Linked DNA regions of Sus scrofa: region 2 is linked to region 1. A link is a contact called in public Hi-C data. All regions are on one chromosome and are shown on one strand. The core of a region is the stretch at or near the end of the contact, and the rest is flanking DNA. Distances in the headings are between cores, read along the strand shown.

Region 1 (5,229 bases), core at 1,910-4,409:
GGATCCCTCTTGACCAGTAGGAAAATGACATTCTATTTTCTGTTTGCCCAACATGGATCATGGAGGGAGGAGGAGATAAAACAACATCCTTGCACCAAATAGCTTGGTCTCTCCAGTTTGCAGCTAATACATAATGAGTTTGTAACCCATGATTGTTGCAGGCTGTTTCTCTGTGACCTAAGGAGACACAACAACAATTCCAAAGGTCACACTAATTCCTTTTTAAAATAAAAGAAGGAGGGGCTGCTGAGGGTGGACCCTAGGAACTGAGCTGTTTCCATTACCCTATTTCAAGAAAAGCACTAGGCAGATGGCCCCAGTACCAACCAGCTACTATTGACCCCTAACTTCAGAAACTCATTTGCAATGAGATTTCTATACCTATTTAGATGGGAAATGTACTATTGTTTCTCTTCTCCAGGAGGCTATCAAGAAACACACTTCACAGAATTCCCAAGGGACACATAATCATTCTTTCAAAATAGCAATTTGGCTGTAGCAGGCTTCTGCCCACTCAGCTAAGCAGGTCTATGAATGGTAATGGAGACAGCTAATGCTTTGGGGGTTGGGGGACTGGGTGTTGCGGGCGGGAAACTTACCACAACATGTAATTAGGAAGAAAGAGCAGAAAAAGATAACTTGTGGAAGCCAAACTGAAAATACACCAGCAACTGAGTCTAAAACATATTCACTGCGCCCTTTGGGAACTGGGGTAGGGGATAATCTTCTAGTGTTAAGAATGTCCTAAGCCTGCCAAAGTCATAAATCAGCAGACTTTACAAGGGCCTCCGGGAAGAGAGAGGGAGATCCCATAAGAAAAATGACAGATGCTGTTTTATTTCCACGACCTTTTTTTTTAACCTGCTAGCTCTTTCTTCTCAGTCAGTATAGCTGGTATCTCCACTTCCCCTAGCAACAACACCAACAAATTCTCGACTATTAGGTACCAGTTTTTCCTCACCTGCTAAAACATGGTAGAAGTGACTGTTATAAGAACACTTCAAAAGTCCACAGCTTTGGAAGCAGACCAAGGCCAGTAAGGGCTACCTGGGGAGGAGATGGAGGGAGGCTTGGTCACTCGCCACTTGCCACTCATCCAGGGGCTCCCCCCACAGGTCCCACCTCTGCATTCTTCTAGGAAGCCCTCCGGACCTGCTCTGCTGACTCCAGACCTTTGTTCTATGTCTGTCGGGAACTCCCTAGGGCGCCCTTCTTCCAAGCCCATCCTCATCTAATTTAAACTCATTCCTCAAGGAACTGCCTCTTCCCAAATTATAGGCCCTTTTTTCTCATATCGGCCCACACTGAGCTCCCTCTTTTCTGAATCCTTGTAGTTCTCATGATCTATATGATAAGAATAAAAACAATATTTTCTGTGTGTATATATGTATTGACTACTCAACACATACTAGGGCTTATGTTAAACAGTGCATATATATTATCTAATTTTATCTTCACAGCTACCCCAACCTGTTTTATTCTTTAGGAAACTGTGATTACAGAGCTAGTAAGTGGCAGGAATGGGATTTCAACCCAGATCTGTCATTACTAAAGCCCACATTCTTCTCTACATTCCAAATTGCATTCTTTGGGCTATCGCACAATATACTTGCATTATATTCTTTCCGTATCAGTTTCTATCATATTCTATATGCTTATGCCTCACCTGCACAATGGCATTTTCCCCACTGGTGAATGGGAGTCACATGTTAGCTTTGTCTAGCATGCGGCAAGACACTTAGTAGGTGCTTAATATTTGTGGTTGGATAGGCATATTTCTCCAAGGTTCTGAAAGGCTTTATAAGAACAATCCTAGAGTTCCCAAGTGGCTCAGTGGGTTAAGGATCCAGAGTTGTCACAGTCATGACTTGGGTTGCTGCGGTGGCACAGGTTTGATCCTTGCCTGGGAACTTTCACATGACATGGGCTTGGCCAAATAAATAAATAAATAAATAAGAGGAAGAAGAAGAAGAAGAAAAGGAAAAAAGAAACATCCTGCTGTCCTGCTAGACTGTGATGGGTGGAGAGGAAAAGGCAGAGGGTGTTGATGTGTGGAAAGAACCCATAATAGTCAATACAACATCTTGCTTGGGTCCACTATGGCTCTCTTAACCCCTCTGTAACAGGGGAGGCCATGTGAAGCCTGACACAGACACAGTGTCAGAGACATTCCCAGGAGATGAACTACCTCTGCCACAAAAGTAGTGTGACTGTGCCAATCATTGTTCCCAAGGTTCCTCTGAGGAGCCAAGACTACTTCAGCCGATCAGCTCCAGGACAGAATGTCAATATCTTACTGGGCTACCTTGCTAAGCTTTAAACGGCTTAGTTAGATCATTGGGAACTGATGCCAAATGAAAAGTCTTTCCGATTGACCTGCTATTAGGAGGGAATTGCATTATAAACCTTCAAAGCTTGAGCCATAAGATAATTTCAAATGCAGCAGCAAAAGAAGAGTTTCAGCGTGTAGTCGATAAAATTTAGAAGGTGCATAAAAATTAAAAGGAGGGTCACCTAGTTTGAATGGCATACAAATTTAACATTGGTGTCACAATCTCATGGAAAACCTCAGGGTCCAAAGGTTTCACATCAGCTCCATCACTGCCCTTTATAAAACTACAACCAGATAGAACTCTACTTTCAAGCTCCTCATCTGTATGACGAAAAATGCAATCACTTTTATTCTCCAATTACCTCCTAGACGTCATCTGAGATTCATTTCATGGCTTGAGCTTCCTTTACCAAGTCTCGTGTAAATATACACTATGTTTCTAAAAATCTCTCTGCATACACACCTCTATTACAAAAGTGTATCACTTGGAAGTTTCTGTCAGGGCAACAAGCCTCATTTAAAAAAAAAAAAAAAACAGAATGAGAGGGTAGAGTTATTTTCAGAGTTAGATAAAGCAAAGCCAGGAACAGTAACAGAAACAGTTTCCATATAAACAATCTTGTTTATCCATTAATCCGTGTTACTTTCCTTTAAGAAAAGAGCGTTTAGGAGTTCCCGTCGTGGCACAGCAGAAACGAATCCGACTAGGAACCATGAGGATGCGGGTTTGATCCCTGGCCTGGCTCAGTGGGTTAAGGATCCAGCGTTGCCATGAACTGTGGTGTAGCCTTGCAGACATGGCTAGGATCTCACATTGCTGTGGCTGTGGCCTAGGCCAGCTGCTACAGCTCTGATTCGACACCTAGCCTGGGAATCTCCATATGCCACAGGTGCGGCCCTTTTAAAAAAAGCAAAAGAAAAGAAAAAGAAAAGAGGGCTTAAAAGAATATGGTTCTTTGGAGTTCCCATTGTGGCTCAGTGGTAAAGAACCTGTCTAATATCCATGAGGATGTGGGTTCAACCCCTGGCCTCGCTCAGTGGGTTAAGGATCTAGCGTTGCTGTGAGCTGTGGCATAGGCTGCAGGTATGGCTTGGATCTGGGGTTGCTGTGACTGTGGCATAGGCCAGCAGCTGCAGCTCTGATTCAACTCCTAGCCTGGGAACTTTCATATGCCACCAGTTCGGCCCTAAAAAGAAAGAAAAAAAAAAAAACGAGTACAGTTCTACCTCAGTTCTCATTAAGGAGAGTAACACCTCTGTAATGACTTACAGAGTGACTTGAGAAAACAGTGTCTTCTCACAAATTACCATCATTATCACGTCAATGAAAAATGAGGAAAATAATGCATTTTTTTATTGGACAAAATGCCAGGAAAGTAGAATCTAAAACTTATTGAAAAAGAGAAAAACTCAAGGTTCTCACCCAATCTCTATCCTCAGCCCCCTTGGCCAGAACTTCCCTACCTTTTAAATTTCCATGTCTGCTTCTCATGGGTCTCCCCTTTCTCTTTCCCTATTGCCCACTGACTGCACTCTCTCCTGCCATCCCTAGAAGCCAGCTCCTTCATCACTTCCCCTTTCTTTGCTTGTTGCCTCTGATATCTGGGGGCTGGAAAACAAGAGACCCAAGCCTATTCAAATCAGTAATGAAGTAACAGGGCGAGAGGGATGTGACATGTCCCCTGGGGGGAAGGGCATGAGCTGGTGTCACCTGCTAGTTCCTACGCTCTAGGTCAGAGACAAGTGAAGCTGTTAGATGCCTCTCTTTCAGAATAAAGAAGCTTCGTCCCACTTAAAAGACAGTATCATTTCAGTTTTCTGTCTTGGCTTTGGGAGAAGGAACCCTCCTGACACCAAACACCAGTGAATTCTTACTCTGTGGACTGGAGTTAAAGCACTATGCTGGGACAGGTAATAAAGAGAGCCTGTCTCCTGTGAGGCATCTCTAGTGAAATCCTTCATCAGATGGACACTGTGACATGGCCAAGCAGCAACAACCCGTCCAGTCCTACAGAAATAACAGAAAGTAGGGAAGGGGATCTGAGCTTGGTCAAGGTGTAATCTAATTTGGGGGCTCTGCTAGGAAATGGGATAAAGTCCTTTGGAGACCACACTGGGTGTTAGAGAATAAAATGGTTCCTTCTTCAAAGAAGCAGCTAGAAAGGAAGAATCCCAGGCTACCTCCTTAAAGGTTATACCCTTTGGGACTCAATTACGGGCATCCAAATCTCTATCTTGGAAATGAATTATTAATTATAATGATTGTACCAGGTCTTTCGTTTGTATCTGATCCTCAAATCCCACCCATGAGTTATGCCCTCCAGGAAACCTTCCACATACCCCTCCCCCACCTCGGGTTAGAAGCTGCTCTTTGGCCCCACAGCCCTTATTCCAGTATTGATGATAATGGGAAATGCATACTATACCATATACACACCACATGTACTATATATACTATATATATAGCACTATGTATATTATATGTATTCTATATACTGGGATAGACACACTATACCATAATGATGTGTTTTTCCTCACCTGGAGGCTGCAGCTCCATGAGGACAAGGCTTACATCTTCTGGCTCACAACCACAGCATGGAGAACTGTGCCTTGTGCAGAGTACATTTTCACTATATGTTTGAAGGAGTCAATGAATGAATGAATCTTTGTATCTACCATAATACAATTCCTTCTTGGTGCATTCCCATAATCCCACAGGGGGCAGGGCAGGTGACATCGCTCCAAGACAAGCCAAAAGCATTAGCGGAAGTTGCACTGAGCAGAGTCCAAAGAGGAGTCCTCAGCAGAGGCATGGAAGTTTCACTTGAGAAGGAGGCATGGAAGTTTCACTTGAGAAGGAGTAAAGTAGCCCAGAACTAAGTGGTATTTTCTTAGCT
Region 2 (5,272 bases), core at 880-3,379, 300 kb after region 1:
CCCCCCTCTCTCCAAGAGTTTCTGATTCAGCCAGTCTAGGATGGGGCCTGAGAATGTGCATTTCTCACAGGTTCCTATGTGCCTCTGATGCTAGAGGTCCAGAAACCACACTGGGAGAATCACAGGCGTGGAGAAACTTATGAGCTAAGTTTGGATCCTGCTTATCAGATCCTGCTTGTCCCCAAGATCAAAAGAAGTCAGAGGAGGAAATCTGGGCTCATTTTATTTCTTCCTTAAGTTCAGTTCCAATTAGCATCTACTGAGTTATGTGAGACACTGGGTTAAATGCTTTCACTTTTAATTCTCCCAACAGCCTCTGCTATAACCGCTGTCAATCTCATTTTAAAGAGAAGCAAGTGCAGCGACTTGATGCAGAGAGATTTAAGAAACTTGCCCAGGACCACAGAGCCAGTAAGTAGCAGAGCCAGAATTCAAGCTCAGGTCTTCAGACTCCAAGTCTGTCAGGTGACCTCAGCGATGCTGTAAATTCCCAGTCTCTAGGAGGCTGCCAAAGGACTCTGGGCAGAGGTTGTAAATGGCATTGATAGACGATGGGGAAGCACTGCAGGGACTGTGGAAGGACATTAAAGGGACTCTTCACATGCACATCTGGCCAAGTGGGCTGACAGACCAGCTCCCTTCCCTGTACCTCGGCTCTGCCAACTGTGAAACTGAAGACTGAAATAGTTGCCACCTACCCCCAGCCTGTTCCCAGGAATGAGATAAGAGCTCTCAGCTATTATGTAAGAAGTCTTTTTCTCACCCATCATCCCTCTGCAGTAGTCTGAAAGCCTCTAGATCTTTTTTTTTTTTTTTTTTTTGCTTCTTAGGGCGGCGCCCATGACATATGGAAATTCTCAGTCTAGGGGTCGAATCAGGGCTGTAGCTGTCAGCCACAGCCACAGCCACATGGGATCTGAACTGCGTCAGCAACCTACACCACAGCTCATGGAAACACCGGATACTAAACCCACTGAGCAAAGCCAGGGATCGAACATGCGTCCTCATGGATACTAGTTGGGATTGGTTTCCGCTGCACCACAGTGGGAATTCCAAGGCTCCAGATCTTATAAAGGATGGGATTAACCTATACTCTCTCCAACCTTTTGCAAGGGCCACCCTGTTCTCTCGTCCACTGACTACTATCTCTCCTCTGGCCCCAAAATCCACAAGCTGGGAAGCAAAGTTCAAAGTGTGTTCCTTCAATGACCCGTGCATTTCAGAAACTCCAATTGTTCCTGCTTCGTGATGGGGAATTTTTCCTGACAGCTCAGTTGGAGACATTTTTAGGTGTTCCTCAGATTCCATTCTCACTCTGTACCTCACAGGCCCCTCAGGCATGTGCTGTAGGCTCTGCCTGCTGAGTAGCTGGCAGGAAACATGTTGCACCTATTTTGTAGGCTTAGAAGGGCTGTGTCAAGAGCCTCATCCTCTTAGAATTAAGACCCTCTAGTGCGGGAGTTCCCGTTGCAGTGCAGCAGAAATGAATCCAACTAGGAACCATGTAGGCTGCAGGTTCGATCCCTGGCCTCGCTCAGTGGGTTAAGGATCTGGCGTTGCCATGAGCTGTGGTGTAGGTTGCAGACTCAGCTCAGATCTGGCGTTGCTGTGGTTGTGGTATAGGCCAGCAGCTACAGCTCTGATTTGACCTGTAGCCTGAAAACCTCCATATGCCATGGGTGTGGCCCTAAAAAAGAAAAGAAAGGAAAAAAAGAAAAAGAAAAAAAAAAAACCCTCTTGTGCTTAGTTGGTCTCGTCTAATGAGCTGAGAGAAACACCCGGGTCCCACATTAGTCAAAGACTGAACATTCCAGAGAATGCATAAGTGTTCTGGAGTCCAAGTGAGCAAATAAAAGATTGATTTCTTTTGGTTTCATTTTCTCGGCTTTGTGTCTCAAAGGGATAGCCAGCCTCTCTTCTCCCCAATCTCTCCTTGTGGGTGTTTGTTTATTAGTGGAGCTGAGTGAGACCCTGAAAGCCTTCCCTTTGCTCTGAAGTTCTGATTGTAATGGCAACAGTCGCCAGGGGGTGAAGTGTCACTGTGGTTATCTAATGATCAAGGACAGCATGCCTAAGAGAGAGAGCAGCCAGGGTCTCTGGCTGTCACCACATGGCTTCTTCTGCCTCTACTCTCTGCCCTGCCAGTGACTAATTGATTTGTGAAAGCGCTCAGAGGTACTCTGAGTAAGAAAGACACTTTATATCTGCTTCCGACAAATCTTCAGAGGAACAAAAAAAATCCATTTCATGCACAAATCACCCTGCTTGACTCTTTCCTCCATTCGATTCCCAGTTAGCAAAATCTTCAGCACCCAAAGAATTAAGGGGAATTTAAAAAAAAAAAAAAAACCTTCTGATGACTGGTTACTGCCAAACAGAGATTCGCACATGAAGAAACCAGAATCAATAGCAGAAATTGAGAAACAGAAAAGCAGGCAGTAAAGAAGGAAAGTACCTCTGTGGTCTTTAAACCACTAGTTTAAGACCATGACCAGATCCCAAGGTCAACAAGTTCTAACACTAGGCAGTCATGAGGAGAACTCAGGAGAAGCCAGAATCCTATCGAGCAGCCTTGGCAACTTCATTTATCACAAGTTAAATCCTAACAGACTGATTTTTTTCTTTACCTCCAGCCATCAATCTAATGTTTCTATATGTAGCCCCAAAAGTGCTGTCAGCCCTTTGTAAGTCTATCTCCTAAACGTACCAAAGGGTTGATCTGGGATGTCCCGTTGCCCAACTGGGCATGAGACTTGCATTCTCGCTCTCCAGTTCGGCTTCTGCCTACAGTGCGTTTGCTTTTCAAAAAGAGTTTGCCAGGGCTGCAGAAAGAGTTGAAGGAATATTGATAAGAGAACTGAGCTTTTATCAAAGCCGGCTTCTTGTAAATGAACTTGGCCCAAACTCACAGTTCTTCCCCTGTGGCTGACTGATCCCAGGGTACCCTTGGGTTAAAGCTGGTAAGGTCATTTCTGGGCCTTTTTTCCATGCAAATGTGAAGCTCTTTGGACACCTGGGATGCAGAGGTGAAATTCATTCACTGATTCACTCAGTCAGTATTTATTATCTGAAATGTGCCCGACTTGTAAGTAGAACTCATTTTTTTTTTTATTTTTTTTTTTTTGGTCTTTTTTCTTGCCATTTTCTTGGGCCGCTCTCGTGGCATATGGAGGTTCCCAGGCTAGGGGTCGAATCGGAGCTGCAGCCACCAGCCTACGCCAGAGCCACAGCAACGCTGGATCCAAGCCGCGTCTGCAACCTACACCACAGCTCACGGCAACGCCGGATCCTTAACCCACTGAGCAAGGCCAGGGATCGAACCCGCAACCTCATGGTTCCTAGTCGGGTTCGTTAACCACTGCGCCACGACGGGAACTCCTAGAACTCATTTTTTAATCACTGACTTTAATGTTTGACCTGCAGAAATAACCCGTCCATTGTTTTGAAGCAGCACACCATGGCACAGTGGATGGAGAGAAAAATAGAGGAAACTGTTTTTCTCCCTTCTTCACAGCCTCTCAGGTAAGTTCCACAGGGAGCAGAGTTCTAAAAGCATTGAGCCACTTTCAAATTGTGAAATACAATGAATTACTTTGGTATGTCCTATTCCATCAGCTTAAATCTGGTATGATACAGAATAACACATTGCTTTCCAGAACCATCTTTGTCCAGAACCCATTTTAATCTCTTAGGACATTTTTTAAAATTCCTACCTATCCAAAAGATAATTTTAATGACACTCATTGCTGGGTTCTCTCAATGGCCAAGCAGGCCCAACCTCAGACATTATTCAGAATAAGATGGCTTATCTTTTAATCTTTTGTAGATTTAGTCAAATGGCCATCATTCTTGTTCTATAAAATGGATAAGTATATTTTGTCCACCTCCACAGGATTCAAATCTATCCTTCATTGCTGCATAGACAAAATAATGCAATTACAATAAAAAGAAGTTGTATTCAAACAGTCCTTACTAGTTTTTAAACATTTCATAGTTTACAAAAGCATTTTCTCATTTCATCAAATAAGTTTAGTATTCAGTCAACCAACACTTATCGACCCCCAACAGGTATCCCTGGTGCAAGCTCAGGACTTAGTGGATGAAGAACAAGATATGGTCTCTGCCCTCAAGAAACCCAGAGTCTAGTAGGTGAGAAAGACAGGTAGGCAATAACTGAATATAAGTGCCATAGATAGTTCCCTGGTGTCACAGTGGGTTGAGGACTCAGCATTGTCACTGCTGAGGCTCAGTTTGCTGCCATGGCACAAGTAGATCCCTGGCCTGGGAATTTCCGCGTGCCAAAAATTAAATTAAATTTTAAAAATGTGCAATAGAGAAATATAAAAATGTAGGAGTGGATAGAAGATAATAGACATAGAAAGTATTCAAAGTTTATAGTGGTATTTGGGAGAGTAGTGTTTACTTATATGCTCCGAGACACCAGGGATATCTAGGTATATATATGCATAGGCAGAAACATAATTTTTTTCCCTTTGCTTTTTTGAGCCACACCTGAGGCATATGGAAGTTCCCAGGCTGGGGTCAAATCAGAGCTGCAGCTGCCAGCCTGTAGCAATGTAGGATCTGAGCCACAGCAATGTAGGATCTGAGCCTCGTCTGCCTACACCATAGCTCACAGCAACACCAGATCCTTAACCAACTGAGCAAGGCCAGGAATCTAACCCACATCTTCATGGATCCTAGTCGGGTTTGTTTCTGCTGAGCCACACTGGGAACTGCATAATAAAATATTTTTGATGCGAGTGCAAGACTGAGGGTGGCAGCTACTGCAGCAGAAGATCTGGTGGTGGTAGAAGTGGTGCTGATGGTGGGTTTGGGAAGACTTGGGCATTTCTTGTTGATCAGAATGGGTGTCCTTTCCTGGTATAGCATCAATTCCTAGCCATCCCCAAAACATCTCTCTTCATAGCCTGACAGTCCATCTTTTCGCCACAAAGCTAACGGTATATACAACCACAGCAAACGACAACCTGAAAATATTAGCAGTGACTCTGTGGTCATAAATCACGTCCTGAAGAAGTGATAGCCAGTGACCACTTAAAGATATACCTAAATACCAGGAAAGCAAAAAGGAAACGCTCTGCTCAACCCTGCCTTAGATTAGCCAAGCTGCTCATTTGCATGAACAGGAGAGGCAACGATCATTTTGAGGAGGGTGAAGAAGCCAGGCAGGGAAGGAAGAAACCAAACACCAGCTGAAAGCAGATGACACGAGTGTCTGGCTCATGTAGCCTCATGAGAAACAGCATGA

Evidence for each region. A called contact is a pair of places that touch in the nucleus more often than the background predicts.
Region 2: a contact with region 1 is called in a Hi-C map of omental adipose tissue, with 1.8 times the contacts expected there. The contact joins two enhancer-like sites. A contact is called at or near these places in 2 of 47 Hi-C or Micro-C datasets (embryonic fibroblasts and omental adipose tissue).

Annotation. Positions count from the first base shown.
Region 1 is chr16:46,878,387-46,883,615 of Sscrofa11.1, forward strand. The region is part of intron 2 of LOC102159645 (a long non-coding RNA gene); the gene reads right to left. Among named protein-coding and RNA genes, the nearest start is that of SLC30A5, 400 kb to the right of the region's middle. Within about 2 kb of position 3,160, at least 2 of the 83 cell types and tissues checked have an H3K27ac peak or open chromatin away from gene starts, as enhancers often do. A contact at or near this core is called in omental adipose tissue, where this site is marked.
Region 2 is chr16:47,180,637-47,185,908 of Sscrofa11.1, forward strand. The region is part of intron 1 of LOC102159961 (a long non-coding RNA gene); the gene reads right to left. Among named protein-coding and RNA genes, the nearest start is that of SLC30A5, 100 kb to the right of the region's middle. Within about 2 kb of position 2,130, at least 11 of the 83 cell types and tissues checked have an H3K27ac peak or open chromatin away from gene starts, as enhancers often do. A contact at or near this core is called in omental adipose tissue, where this site is marked.